Linked DNA regions of Mus musculus: all the other regions are linked to region 3. A link is a contact called in public Hi-C and HiChIP or PLAC-seq data. All regions are on one chromosome and are shown on one strand. The core of a region is the stretch at or near the end of the contact, and the rest is flanking DNA. Distances in the headings are between cores, read along the strand shown. Region 1 overlaps Hmg20a (high mobility group 20A). Region 2 overlaps Peak1 (pseudopodium-enriched atypical kinase 1). Region 3 has its middle 74 kb from the start of Gm31529.

Evidence for each region. A called contact is a pair of places that touch in the nucleus more often than the background predicts. HiChIP or PLAC-seq counts read pairs in DNA pulled down with a chosen protein or histone mark.
Region 1: a contact with region 3 is called in a Hi-C map of trophoblast stem cells, with 2.0 times the contacts expected there. The contact joins two enhancer-like sites. A contact is called at or near these places in 2 of 15 datasets of contacts at CTCF or cohesin (CD8 T cells and the NIH/3T3 cell line), 26 of 484 Hi-C or Micro-C datasets (the BV-2 cell line, the C2C12 cell line, CD8 T cells and 21 more), 20 of 115 datasets of contacts at active chromatin or transcription factors (CD8 T cells, the HPC-7 cell line, T-cell acute lymphoblastic leukemia and 15 more) and 4 of 9 other capture datasets (adipose tissue, embryonic stem cells, liver and 1 more).
Region 2: a contact with region 3 is called in an H3K27ac HiChIP or PLAC-seq map of regulatory T cells, with 2.7 times the contacts expected there. The contact joins two enhancer-like sites. A contact is called at or near these places in 2 of 15 datasets of contacts at CTCF or cohesin (the G1E-ER4 cell line and the NIH/3T3 cell line), 12 of 484 Hi-C or Micro-C datasets (B cells, CD4 T cells, the G1E-ER4 cell line and 9 more), 13 of 115 datasets of contacts at active chromatin or transcription factors (CD8 T cells, the HPC-7 cell line, acute myeloid leukemia and 7 more) and 1 of 9 other capture datasets (embryonic stem cells).

The regions. Positions count from the first base shown.
Region 1 is chr9:56,431,555-56,435,693 of GRCm38.p6, reverse strand. The region is part of intron 1 of Hmg20a (high mobility group 20A); the gene reads right to left. Among named protein-coding and RNA genes, the nearest start is that of Hmg20a, 15 kb to the right of the region's middle. Within about 2 kb of position 2,848, at least 4 of the 459 cell types and tissues checked have an H3K27ac peak or open chromatin away from gene starts, as enhancers often do. A contact at or near this core is called in trophoblast stem cells, where this site is marked.
Region 2 is chr9:56,388,495-56,392,623 of GRCm38.p6, reverse strand. All of the region lies in intron 1 of Peak1 (pseudopodium-enriched atypical kinase 1), which reads left to right. Among named protein-coding and RNA genes, the nearest start is that of Peak1, 27 kb to the left of the region's middle. Within about 2 kb of position 1,678, at least 5 of the 459 cell types and tissues checked have an H3K27ac peak or open chromatin away from gene starts, as enhancers often do. A contact at or near this core is called in regulatory T cells, where this site is marked.
Region 3 is chr9:56,503,919-56,508,200 of GRCm38.p6, reverse strand. No RefSeq gene overlaps it. Among named protein-coding and RNA genes, the nearest start is that of Gm31529, 74 kb to the left of the region's middle. Within about 2 kb of position 2,075, at least 268 of the 459 cell types and tissues checked have an H3K27ac peak or open chromatin away from gene starts, as enhancers often do. A contact at or near this core is called in regulatory T cells and trophoblast stem cells, where this site is marked.

The sequences.
Region 1 (4,139 bases), core at 1,599-4,098, 73 kb after region 3:
TTAAGGAATTCGAGAGGTAGATAAATAAGGAGGAGCTCACAAAGGTGACTGATCCAGGTGACAGGAACACAGGTAGGTAGATGAACAGCAAATGGTGTTACACAATTTCAATGGAGAAAAACAAAAGGAGACACCCACGTGTTTTGGATTAAGTAAAGGAGACTGTGCAAGATGCCTATGTTGGTGGACAGCACAGAAGTTCCTGGGGTTCTACGAGCAGAGTCTGCTGACGGAGCAATGGGAGCAGAACACCGCCTCTCGTTCTTGAGTTGGGAATGCATAGCAAAAGAATCTTTAAAGCCACGGGAGCAGTGAGAGGTTTAAGTACGACAGTATAAATGTAAACAATTGACATCATATGTATTCATCTGATGGTTTGTCATGAAGTATGCACAGTATCAACTATAGCCACATCAGAAAAAGAGACTATTACAAGGCAGAAATTCCCCAGCTTATGCCCTTCTTGTGCATTATCCTCGCACAAACAAAACTTATGACACCTTACATTATAGATTTGTTTTGCTTATTTTTGAACTGAGTTCGTACAGTGCGCAGTTATTTTTTGTCGGGGTTCTTTTGTTCACATATGCACACGATGGGCATCTATTATATCACAGAAGGCATTAGCTAGCCTAGTCTACCTTGAAGGGCATTTAGCTGCTGCTGTGACCATTCCCGTCCATCCCTATGTTTTGGTGAGTGATTAGTACAGGTTTCTGTTGACTACTACACTGAGAAATAGTGAGGCCGGACAATAGCTCCAACTTTTAGAGCATATGGTCAAACTGACTTCCATAATCGTTGGAATAGTTCACGAACCTACCCAGAAGCATGAGTCGCATTTGATCTACATCTTTAGTTCTTGACACTGTCAGTCTCATTTGTGTTGGTGATTTTGTAGTTTTGAGACAAGGTCTCACTATATAGCCACAACATGCCTTGAAATTCACTATGCAGACCAGGCTGTTCTAAGTTTGGAAGGATTCTCCTGACCCAGCCTCCTCAGTGGAAGAATTACAGATACCATCACCCTGGGCTATTGCCACTCTTTTTAATTTTAGCCATTACAATGGGTATGCAATGGTTTCTCACTGTGGCTTACATCTGCATTTATCTTATACAAATATGATCATTATAAGCCTTTGAATAGTTTCTTTTGTGGAATGCTTATTTAAATATTTTATCTATTTTAATGTTTGATTGTCTTTTTATACTACTTGTGAGAATCTTACAAGTCCTTCGTTGGCCCAGTTGTCAAATAATATAAAAACAGACTGACCTTAGAAACATATTTAATCATTAAAAACGCCTTTAATCTCAGCATTTGGGAGGCATAGGCAGGTGGATCTCTGAGTTTGAGGCTAGCCTGGTCTATAAAGTGATTTCCAGGACAGCCAGGGCTATACAGAGAAACCCCATCTTGAAAAACCATCCCCCACCCCAAACAAACCCCAGAAAAACCAACATTGTGCAGTTTTGGCATTAAGGCTTTGTCAATCCAGTAAAACAAGTTATATTCCACAGAAGAGTAAAGCTGAGGTCATTTTTCTTTAAAACACTTTTTGTTTGCTTTTTGAGACAAATTCTTAGTATATAGCCCTGGCTGGCCTCAAACACACAGAGTTCTGCCTGCCCCTGTCCTCCAAAGTGCTGGGATTCAAGGCATGTGCTGCCATGGGTGACCTAAACATTTTTTAAGAATTCACTGATAAAGTCATCTAGGCTGTAGTTTCTTCAGGAAGATTTTAATTGGACTAAATTTAATTAGTAGATAAAAATGAGTATTCAGATATTCTAATTTTGGTGACATGTGTTTAACAAGTTGTACATTACACTTAAAAATTAAAATCTATTCATATGAGGTTGTTCCTATCTCTTTACCTTTTAAACATGTAGCATATATATGTAAAAAGACCATCCTCTTTTCATCCACATGTGGTGGCTCACGGCTCCTGTCTATAATTCTGAGTATCATGGTTAGATACTTGTCTCAACAACTGAAAACAAAGGTATGTTTCCTTTTTCATTCCTGATAATGGAAATTTAAGCACCCCCCTCCACCTTGATTGGTATTGCTAGAGGCCTATATATTTTCTGAAAGATTTCAAAGAACACATTTTTGGCTTTTTGTCTCTATTTAATTTATTTCTACTTTTTATTATTTCCCTTCTTCAACTTGTTTGGGTTTGGCTTGCTACTTTTCCCTAATGACATCATTAAAGCACTGATGTTTGATGTTTTTCTTCTCTAATACAGGCACTCAAGGCTGTCAATTCCTACTAACAGCTCTACCTAACTTACATGTAGCTTGAGGTGTCATGTCTTCATTATCATTGTTACCAGTGTGCCTCTAATTTTCTCTTTGCTCCACTTACATTTATTCTAGACGTCCCATCATTTCCCCTATGCCTCTGCAATAGTTTTGAATTGCAGCTTTAACAAATCATTTAAGACTATTAGCTTAATGTAACATAAATTTATTTTCTTATACTTCTGGACCCTGTGTAGCAAAATGCTTTGAGGAAAAAAAATAAATTTAGAGTATTGGTTTCTTATGCTTCTCTGTGGGAGTTCACCCTCTTATGCCCTTGCTTTTGTGGGTTCCTTTCCCAAAGTCCAGTATTTCTTCATTTATGATGGCTAATACTGAAAGCTTACCAGCCCTAGAATCACCGGGGACAAATCTCTAGCACGCCCCTGAAGGAATTTCTGGATTAGGTTAATTGAGCTGGAAAGACCTATTCTAATGCTGGAGGCAAAATTCCACTGAGCGGATCCAGATAACTAAAAGGTTTGGTCTCTCTTGGCTTCCTGATGTGGACGCAATCTGAGTAGCCTCAAACTCTTGCTGCCAGGCCTTCCCTGAAATGTTGGACCACATCCTGGAGCTATAAGCTCCAAGGCCTCCCTTCCTTAAGCTGCTTTGGTCAGGAGTTTTGATGCAACAACAAGAAAAATAATTAACATACCGTGTCCATGGGACCTAGAGAAGCCCTGCTTCTACAGAGGTCCTCTGTTAATCTGACAGATTGTTTAATCAAAACATTTAAGCATTCTTTCTATTTTTCTCTTATGAAAGGTGAAAAATAATAGCTTCAACAAGTTTCTTGTGAGAACATGAAAAATTAAATGTAAGATGTATGACAGCAAAACCACTGAGGGCTTACGATGAGTAGACACTTCTGATTAATTTAATAAATAGCATTACCTCTTTACTTTTCATAAAATTTCATTATTTTTCATTATTTTTATCCTCTCTCTGTTTGTGTGTGTGTATGTTTTACATATGTGTAGATGTAAGAGAACAACTTTCAGGAGGTAGTTCTCACTCTCCACCAGCTGCGTCCTGGAAATAATCGTGGTCACCAGGCTTAGCCATAAATACCTTTACATTGAGCCAGCGCCCCACTCCCACCTCTTTCCTTTGTAAGATCACATACTAGCTAGTGACATACAGCTAGGATGTGACTCCAGAGCAGTATTTCTCAGTAACAATGCTTTCTGTAATATTGTTTCAATACTGTCCCTGACACAAGGAATCAACCAGTAACTAATTATAATACAAAAATATAACTTTTAGAAATATATGTTAATCCCAGTTTTTCTATTTTGTTTTCCTCTATATTTAATTTTCTCTTTTTGTAAAAATGTCTTATTAACATCTTTGATGTATTTCAAAAGAAATCACTGGGGAAAATAAGAAGATATGTAATATTTACTTAGCCACTTGCTGGATACTTATATGTTTTTACTTTTTAAATTTATTCGCTGTTATTTTTATGTGTATATGTAGGGATGGGTACACATGTACATGTGTACACACATGGAGGGGGGCCAGAGGTTAATAATAGTTTTCCTCAATTTCTTTCCATATAATCTTTTAAGATAGGATCTCTCTTGCAAGCTGAAGCTTATCCATTCAATTAAGATTGGTTGGCCAAGACGTCCCAGGATTCCTCCTGCCTGTCTCCCCAGGCTGGAATCTGGGACTTCAGGTAGCACTGCCACACCCAGCCTTGAGGTAGTTGTCAAAGATCACTTTACAGACTGTTTCCTTCCCAGCCTCTCAATTGCTTTCAAGACAATGTATCAATGTAACATTTTATGTCTTCTATCTTTTGCCGCAATATTTTTCAGAA
Region 2 (4,129 bases), core at 429-2,928, 120 kb after region 3:
TTCATTGTCAAGGGCAGTCAGGGCAGGAACCTGGAGGCAAGAACTGATGCAGAGGTCATCGAGGAGCGTTGCCTACTGCCTTGCTCCTCATGATTTCCTCAACACGATTTCTTAATAGAAACCAGGACTGCCAGCCCAAGAGTGTCTGCATCCACAGTGAGCGAGGCCCTCGCCATCAATAACAAAATAAGAAAATGCCCTCCACGCTTGCTTGCAATAGCCCAATCTTATGGAGGCGTTTTTTTCAATTGAAGCTTCCTCCTCTCAGTTGACTCGAGCTTTTACTAGCTGACACAGGCAGTTTATATCATGGTCCCCACATCTGTGGGACAATAGATCCATGGGTAGTCCCAGAATCTATACATATTGGTTTTTCTTATTAGAGATATTTCTTTTCCTTTTTCATCTAAAGGAGGTATCAAATATTCCTGTAGCATACCCACATTTCCAGCATCTTCTGCTTTAAGGCCATCATGAAAGTGAAGGAAGAGTTACTGGAACACAAGCACTGAGCACTGCTAAGACAGTGGTTCTATGACTACTGAGTGAGTAGCATGTACTGTGAGGACACTGTGGGCAAAGAGCAGAGTGGGAAGATGTAAGATCTCATACTCAGAGCGTGCAGAGTTTAAAACTCACATGTTAACCTGCTTGGCTCCATGTATAGATTTTTAGTTTTCTTTGTGTGTTTTTAAATGATAAATTGAAAATCTAGTACCATTCAAGGAAGGTATACTCAATTCTTCAGTAGATATTCACCAAATTAAATTTTGGATTTCTGTTTTTAACTGACATCCTGACTTAAGTTTGCACTTGGAAGAAGGGCATTGTTGCGGATTCCTCTGCTCGAGAGCATCTAGAGCCGGTGCCTGGCAGCAGGCAAGGGACAAGAAAGGACAAAACACACTATTTTGTGTTTGCAGTTTCTGCACTAAAATTTGAGTCTAGTTAAGTTCTGTTCATTCTGATCAGTACTAAGTCAACTAGTATTGAGTTCACCAATATATTTTTATTATTAAGGTAAATAATTTGATTGGGATTTTACCTTCCTGATTCCAGCTGATGACTTCTATTTTTATTTGCAGTCTACATGACATGAAGTTGAATTGTTTTGTTAAAAAAGCTTTTTTTTTTTTTTTACATTTTTGTAGGTAGTGGTGTGTGTGTTTGTATGGTGTGTGTGTGTGTGTGTGTGTGTGTGTGTGTGTGACTTATAGTCACTAATATAGTCTATACTGGTTTTGAATTTGTGATTCTCTTGCCTCAGCCTGTCTCTAGTGCTGAGATTCTAGGCATGCACCTTCACACCTTGTTACAGTTTTAGTTTTTTATTCTAAGTATGTTCTTAGGATTGGCAGATTTTAGAGATAAAGCCAGTAAAAGTATACAGAGAGTACATTTAGAAAATGCATTTAAATGGTGGGTTTGCAGTCATCTAATCTTAGTGCTTAACAAACATTTCAAATGTTGAGAATCTTAAACCACAGTTCTGTGTTTATTAAAACCAACTTCCTGAAACATGTATGAAAACTATATTGCATATGGCACATTAGTTTCTTGTTACTCTGATAAAATACCTACTAAAAGCAACCGAAAGGGGTGTCATTTAGCTCAGTGCAAGGGTTCAGTTTATCACACATGCCAGTGAAGTGCTGGCAGCAGGAGCTCAAGTTAGCTCGGCACACTGTTAGCAGTCAGGAAGCAGAGAGAGGCGAACACTGCTGCGCAGCTGGCTTCCTCTCTATTCAGTTCAAGATCCCAGTGCATGAAATGATGCTGCCCAGTTAAAGTGGGTCTTTCATTTCTTCAATTAACCTAGATAACCCCTGACAGGTGTATCTAGAGGCTTGAAAGAAGAAAGAAAGAAAGAAAGAAAGAAAGAAAGAAAGAAAGAAAGAAAGAAAGAAAGAAAAGAAAAGAAAAGAAAAGAAAAGAAAGAGAAAACCAGAAAAAGGTGATTATAGATCTGTCAAATTGACATCCAAGAGTAACATCACAGCGGGATTGCAGTGGGCTTGAGGCTGTAGCTGTAGTCTTTTTTTTTTTTTTTTTTCTTTCTTTAATTGGTTATTTTATTTGTTTACATTTTAAATGTCCCCTTCCTGGTCTCCCCTCTGCAACTCCCCCACATCATCCCTCCTCCTCCCTGCTTCTAAGAGAGTGCTCCCCCACCTATCCACTCCCACCTTAGAGCTTTTGCATCCTCCTATGCTGGTGCATCAAGCCTCCACAGGGCCAAGGGCCTCCCTTCCCATTAATGCCAGATAAGGCCATCTTCTGCTACATATGTATCTGGAGCCATGGGTTCCTCCATGTATATTCTTTGGTTGGTGGTTTAATACTTGGAAACTCGGGGGTGGGGGGTGTTGAGGAGGGCAGGTCCGGTTAGTTGATATTGTTGTTTTTCCTATGGGATTGTAGTCCCCTTTAGCTCCTTCAGTCCTTCCCCTGGCCCTTCCATAGCTCTACTGTGTATCTGTAGTCTTTAGATGTTATTTTTCTTGAACATTCCTTTTGCTTTCCACACTAATTGCACACTAACTGTACAGCTGTCTGTCTACTCTGTAGTCAGCTACCATATTTTGTTGCATTTTTTAACAGTTATCCTACTTAAGAAGATCCCCACAACAAAAAAGCCACCACAAAAAAGTCCCACTGTGGACTCACTGTGTAGCCTAGGCTGCCCTGGAGCTTGCAGTGACCCTTGTGCTGTCCCCATCCCCAGTGCCGCAGATGTAAGTGTGCACTACTATATCTGGCTGTAAACACACTTTATATCTCAGCATTTTGATAATTTAGAAGATAATGTATGAGTACATTTTCTAAGTGGATACATGAACATAAAGTGTTTAAAGATTTGTCTTAGCAGTAGTATGAATATTAATAAAAATTCCTTTTGGAGATTGGATGAGCCCTTTGATCCTTACATGGAAAGTCCTCTGTGCAGTTATTTAATCCCCGTTGGATTTTCTCTTAAGAAGCTAGTGGCCATATTCCAGATGTGCTTACAACTTTCTAGTGAGTAGGAAGAATAGATAGAGTAGAAGACGAAGAGGGAAGCAGCAGTGTGGCCAGGCCGAGCAGAGTGCTAGATCTAAGTCATGTTGGTACCTAGAAGATGGCAAGCATTCACCAGTGAACCGACAACACTGCAGAGGTTTTGATTAGGGAGAGGGCAAGCAAGCAAGAGTGTCACATGAATACGTGGAGGTCAGAGGTCGGTTCTCTCCTTTCTTGGTGGGTTCAGGGATTAGGCTTACTTTGTCAGGCCTGCATAGCCATCTTGGTAGCTCACCTTCTGAGAACTTTGGTAGGTAAAGGAGGAAAAGTCATTTTACTTGTATGATTGGAGGGTTATGCTTCAGGCTCCAAGTTTCTGGGAGAAGGTGAGTTTAATTTATCACATCGGCAAGGAAAAGTGGCGTGGGAAAGGATTGGGGCGTCAGGTGATGACAGTTCTGAATGCTATGAAGTCTCCCCTGGATGGTAACTGTGGAGCGTCTCAGACTGATTTATTATGCTTGTCTGTTAGCCACTTTGCTCTCACTGAAGTAAAACTAAAAAAAAAGTGGGGGAATGGAGCCTTTTTGTGTTTCATTATCTAAGAATTCTTCTTTTTTCTTCTTTTCTTTGGTATGTGTGATGTAAAGAATATATGAAGATTATCCTAAAAGATCTAACATTAGGCCTAGAACTGTAACTCAGTTGGTTAGAGTACTTGCCTACCATGCATGAAGCCCTAGATTTAATCCTTAGCACTACACAAACACAAGGCCAGCCTGGGATGACGTGGTCCTGTCTCAAACAAACAGTCAAACACAAAAATCCCCTGACATTAGGAATTCAATGCTCCTAGGTTCTTATTCTAGTTTCATTAATTTTGGCAAGAGTGTGTGATCTCTCTTAGTGTCACATCCAGGTCAGAAGGAATTAGATCTTTTGATTGTGTTTTGCCCTGACTGTTAGTGAGGGTAGGGGTAGGTGGGTAAGGACAGGGTAGAGGTAAGTGCACCCAGAGATGAGGAGGCAAGCTAATTGCCATCAGAGCAGCAGTAAAGACTAAATGAGTGCCTTTAATTTGCTCTTAAGGTATTTGGGGAGAAAATGCCAGGAGAATTAGTGTAATTGA
Region 3 (4,282 bases), core at 826-3,325:
GATGATGCTCCTTACATTTTTTGAATTAGTGTTTGAAAGATAAAAAAGACCTGAGTTTATATTATGAATCTGTAAGGTGGTAATTGCTTTCATGGCCTTGGGTCCTTTAACTTGATAGAGACTCGGAGATTTAGGCTAACAGGGATCATTCGGTCATGTACATTAACAGTTTTCCAAGGAGATACAAAAGCGACCAGCTGAGAACCAGAGAACCAGTGCCAACAGCTTTTCTAGGTACACAAGGCAGATTCAAATACCCATTTAACAGATGGCACAAACTAAGTCTGTAAGAAATGCAGACCTGTCTCAGGCCCCAGCAGAGTTAACAGCTGCAGGAAGCAGCTTGCACCATGCTTGGCTATCTCAGTTGGGGAAACGCTAAGCTTGTGAAGGGACCTGGAGCCAAAGGCCCACTGGAGTGGCATGAGGAGGAGGGAAAAGCACTTCAGGTTCAAGTTGCTAGTTTTGCAGAGTGTAAAATTACCGTACAAGTCCTAGAGAATAAACAGAGTTAACACCCCATTAAATACAATGGACTTTCGCCGTGTGCGCCAGACGTGCTAGGACTGAAACTAGCTGAGCGGGAGGGAAATGTATCACACCCGCTGCCTTCATGCTTCCAAAGAAGAAAAATCCAGAGCAGGGGTAAGAAAGCCCCGGCAGCGGCTCTGCAGGCTCAGGGCTGAGGACCCGGTAATGAAGTCTTTCTGGAAGGTAGGAAGGGCTGTGTGCAGTGTGCTATTTTTAAACCTGCTGTAGTGGCAGTTGTATTCCTGCCCTGGCACTTTCTCTTGCAGAGGAGGGGCTCGGGGGAATGCAGCCAGGAATTTAGATGCTATTTATTGTATTTCCTTTTATCAGTCAAATGATTTTCTTATTTCCCACGTAGATAAAGATCTTGCGCTCCCAGCTTCGGCTTGTTGACCTTGTCAGGACCGCTGTGCTGTCTGGAAATTGGTCCCAGAGAGAGAGAGAAGGGCATTGTTGTTAGGGGCTGTTTGGTGGTTTGGGTTTTCAGTCCTCCCAGCAGAGAGGAGCTCAGTTTGCCAAAAATAAACAAATAAAAATCTTCCCCTCAAAACAGAAACTGATTGTCTTATGCCTTCTATTTTTCTCTTGCAAAACTGAAAGGTTGTCCAATAAGTTTGCTTCAGTAGCTTTCTGCACCTGGCTTGGGAGCTTGGGCAGCGCGCGCGCGCGCGCGCGCGCGCACACACACACACACACACACACACACACTTCTCTCCCTCCCCTCTTTCTTCCTCATTTCTTTTCCTTCACCGTTTCCCTTCCTTTCTCCTCCTCTCCCTCTCTTCTTCCTCTTTATCTCCCTCCTTCTCTCTCCCTCCTCCCTCTCTTCCTCCCTACGCCCTTCCTTTTCTCCCATTTTCTACCTCTTTCCTCTCTCCTTCTCCCCTTCTCTCCTTCTCTCGCTCTCTGTCGTTTCCCCTCCCTCAACCCGGCGAATCGACTCTGGCAGTGCTGCAGAGCCTTCTTCTTGGCAGGAAACAGGGCAGAGGGCGGGGCCTCCCTCTGTCTGTGTTGCCAGCTCCTGGAGGTGGAGATGCCAGTATGCCTGAGCTGAGCCATGGCAGCTTCCACTCTGCTGGAAGCCTCGGAGGCAGCCAGGCCTCTGCCAGCGCCTTCCAAGGGCACAATGAGGCCACAGGGCTGCCTCTCGGCCAGAGGCCTCCTCGTGGGCACGCTGCCCCTATTGTCTCGCCTGGCTTGGGATTGCTGGCTAGGTTCTCATGCAGAAGTCAGCGCCACTGCCTCTCACCTCGGAACTAGCTCAGCAGATGCTGCGGGAGGCTGGAGTTTTATAGCAAATCCTCATTTTTGGCTGGCTCGCAGCTACAGAACATCAAAAGAACCAGCTAGTCCGAGGGCAGCCAGCCTCTTGCAGGCTCGCAGTGGGAAGAAAAAGGAGGTGCAAGGCCTCCAGCATGCCACGGTGAGCCAAGGTTTTAACCAGGAACTTGCTTTCCAGACCCCTCGGGTCCTTTCCCTCCACCGCGGTGCTGTCTGATCTGGACAGCAGAGGGCGCTGCTTCCTCTGACAGCACAGCGACCCAGTCTGGCTTCCCACATCTGGAAATGGGCTCTACCACTCTTACGAAATACCAGAGAGCCGGGGATCTGTCTGTGTGAGACGTGCTGGCACCCGAATGCACACGCATACACATCATGAATTCCACTTTCTCATGAGTTAGATTTCCCGTGAAGAGCGCTTGTGGAATGTGGGGAATTTGCCTTGCCAAGGCGGCCAGCACATCCTATTCTTGGGCTTGTCTGGCCCAGGTTGGAATGCTTGGATGGACCACCCTCTGGTCTGAAGCCTTTACCCTCCCCTCCCACGTGGAGAGGGGAAGAAAAATGGGAGACCTCCCAGATCTTTTTCTCAAGGGAAGAAAATTAAAAATGTTCAGCGCTGACCTTATAGGCCTTCCTGATGAAAGCAGATGTGGACAGCCAAGCAGCTTCCTAATTACAAGAGATTAGGAACGCCAAAGTGACAAGCCAAGGATGGAGGAGGACAGGGCTGAAGCCAGCCAAAAGCCCTCGTTGCTATTCTGAGTCTGCTCTCCAGACTTCTGAAAGCTGCATGCATTTAAATGTCCACATTTTCTGCAGAAGCCAGAAATCTCTACTTCTCTTGGCCAAACAACACATCAGTCTAATATGGTGTGAGAGAAATATGTTACATTCTTTTATGAACAGAATGTTAACATCAACCAGAATCAATATTTATATCCAAGAACACAATGAACTGGCTTGTTTTGGACTGCACGAGTTTAAGACTGGGACATTGGGAAAGAGTGGGGGGCCCTTCCCTCCCCACCCCTGAAAGACAGACAGGCTGAGGCTCAGGCATCCCAAAAGCGTTCTGCTTGGAAGTCTGGCCTTGGGTCCTTTCCCTGCCCTGCAGGGCTCCTGTCTCTTGGGATTGTAAGAAGAAACCAGAGCAGCAGGCGAAGCCGGATTCCATGATGAGGTGCAGGATGTGAACCCGCATCCTGTAGGCAGGTCAAGGCCTCCTCCTGTCAAGCTAGGAGAGAAGGGCCAGGGCCAGGCCTGCATCCGGCCTTTCCTGCTGAACTCAGACTACTAGGTGCTGACACAGGACAGAGGGACACTCGGAAGCTGACAAGGACCAGAAGGGAGTGTTGCCCCTATGTAGGTGGATTTTTTTTTTTTTTTTTTTTTTTGGACCAGGCAGTTACTTTCAGGTGAGGCAGGGGCTGGGAAAGAGGCCGAAGCATCCCTACCTCCATCAAATAAATGTCTTTATTCCTTCACATTGACTTTTTTTTTTTCTTCCAACTTTTCCTCCTCTGGAGTCAGCTACTTGCTCCCTGCATGTAAAATCTTTACCTAATTAAAACAAAAACAAAGGTCTTTCCCAGATGATCTTGTGTTTCCTGGCAACACTGAATCTCAAAAGGGAACTTCCTCTCCACCCTCGCAACCCATGGACTCAACGGGGGCTCCTTTTCCCCAGCAAACCAGCCCTCTTGGTTTTGTGATGAGGCACTGAGTACTAGACCCTTGCAGCAACCGCACTTGTCTCTCATTAAATACCTGCAGCTCATTACTGCATACCCTGCAGCAATCCTCACTGCCTTAATAGACGAGATCTTCAGGAACGATCCTTTGGTTGAGAGTGAAGATTAAGGCATGATTAATCTTGGCCCCCTTTAACTGTGGGTCAAGTCTTCAGAGTGGGAAACCCCTCGGGGCATGACCACAGCTGATAATCTTTTTGTAGTCTCCAGCCTTTCCCCAGGTGTTTAGTTGCTGCCCCGTGCTTGGCTCATCCTGTAGCCTTCACCCAGATCTTTTCTATCTTGAGACAGGGTCTCACTCTGTAGTGCTAGCTGGCCTGGAACTCACTATGGAGATCAGGCTGCTTCAGCCTCCTGAGTGTTGGGATGCTAAGCCTATCCTGCCATGCCCAGCTTTTCATACAGTTCCAAGAGACAAACAGGAAACATCCCAAGCACACTTGCTATAAAATCAGCCAACATAAACAGATACTGCCACGCCAGAGGAACGTCTGGAGTATTCTTTCCAGATGCACAAGTTCCCTTGTTGAATCTCTTGCAGGAAGCATATGCAAGAACAGGCTCTAATAACTGCAGAGATGCTAGCTGATCTAAGCTAGCTAGAAAAGCTCCTCTGTCCATGTGCTCTTCTGGAGTCAAGGGAAGGGGAGCATAGTCATGGTTGGGGTAAAGCAAAGTTTGAACATGAAATCTTTACCAGGGGCAGGAGAGCTCAT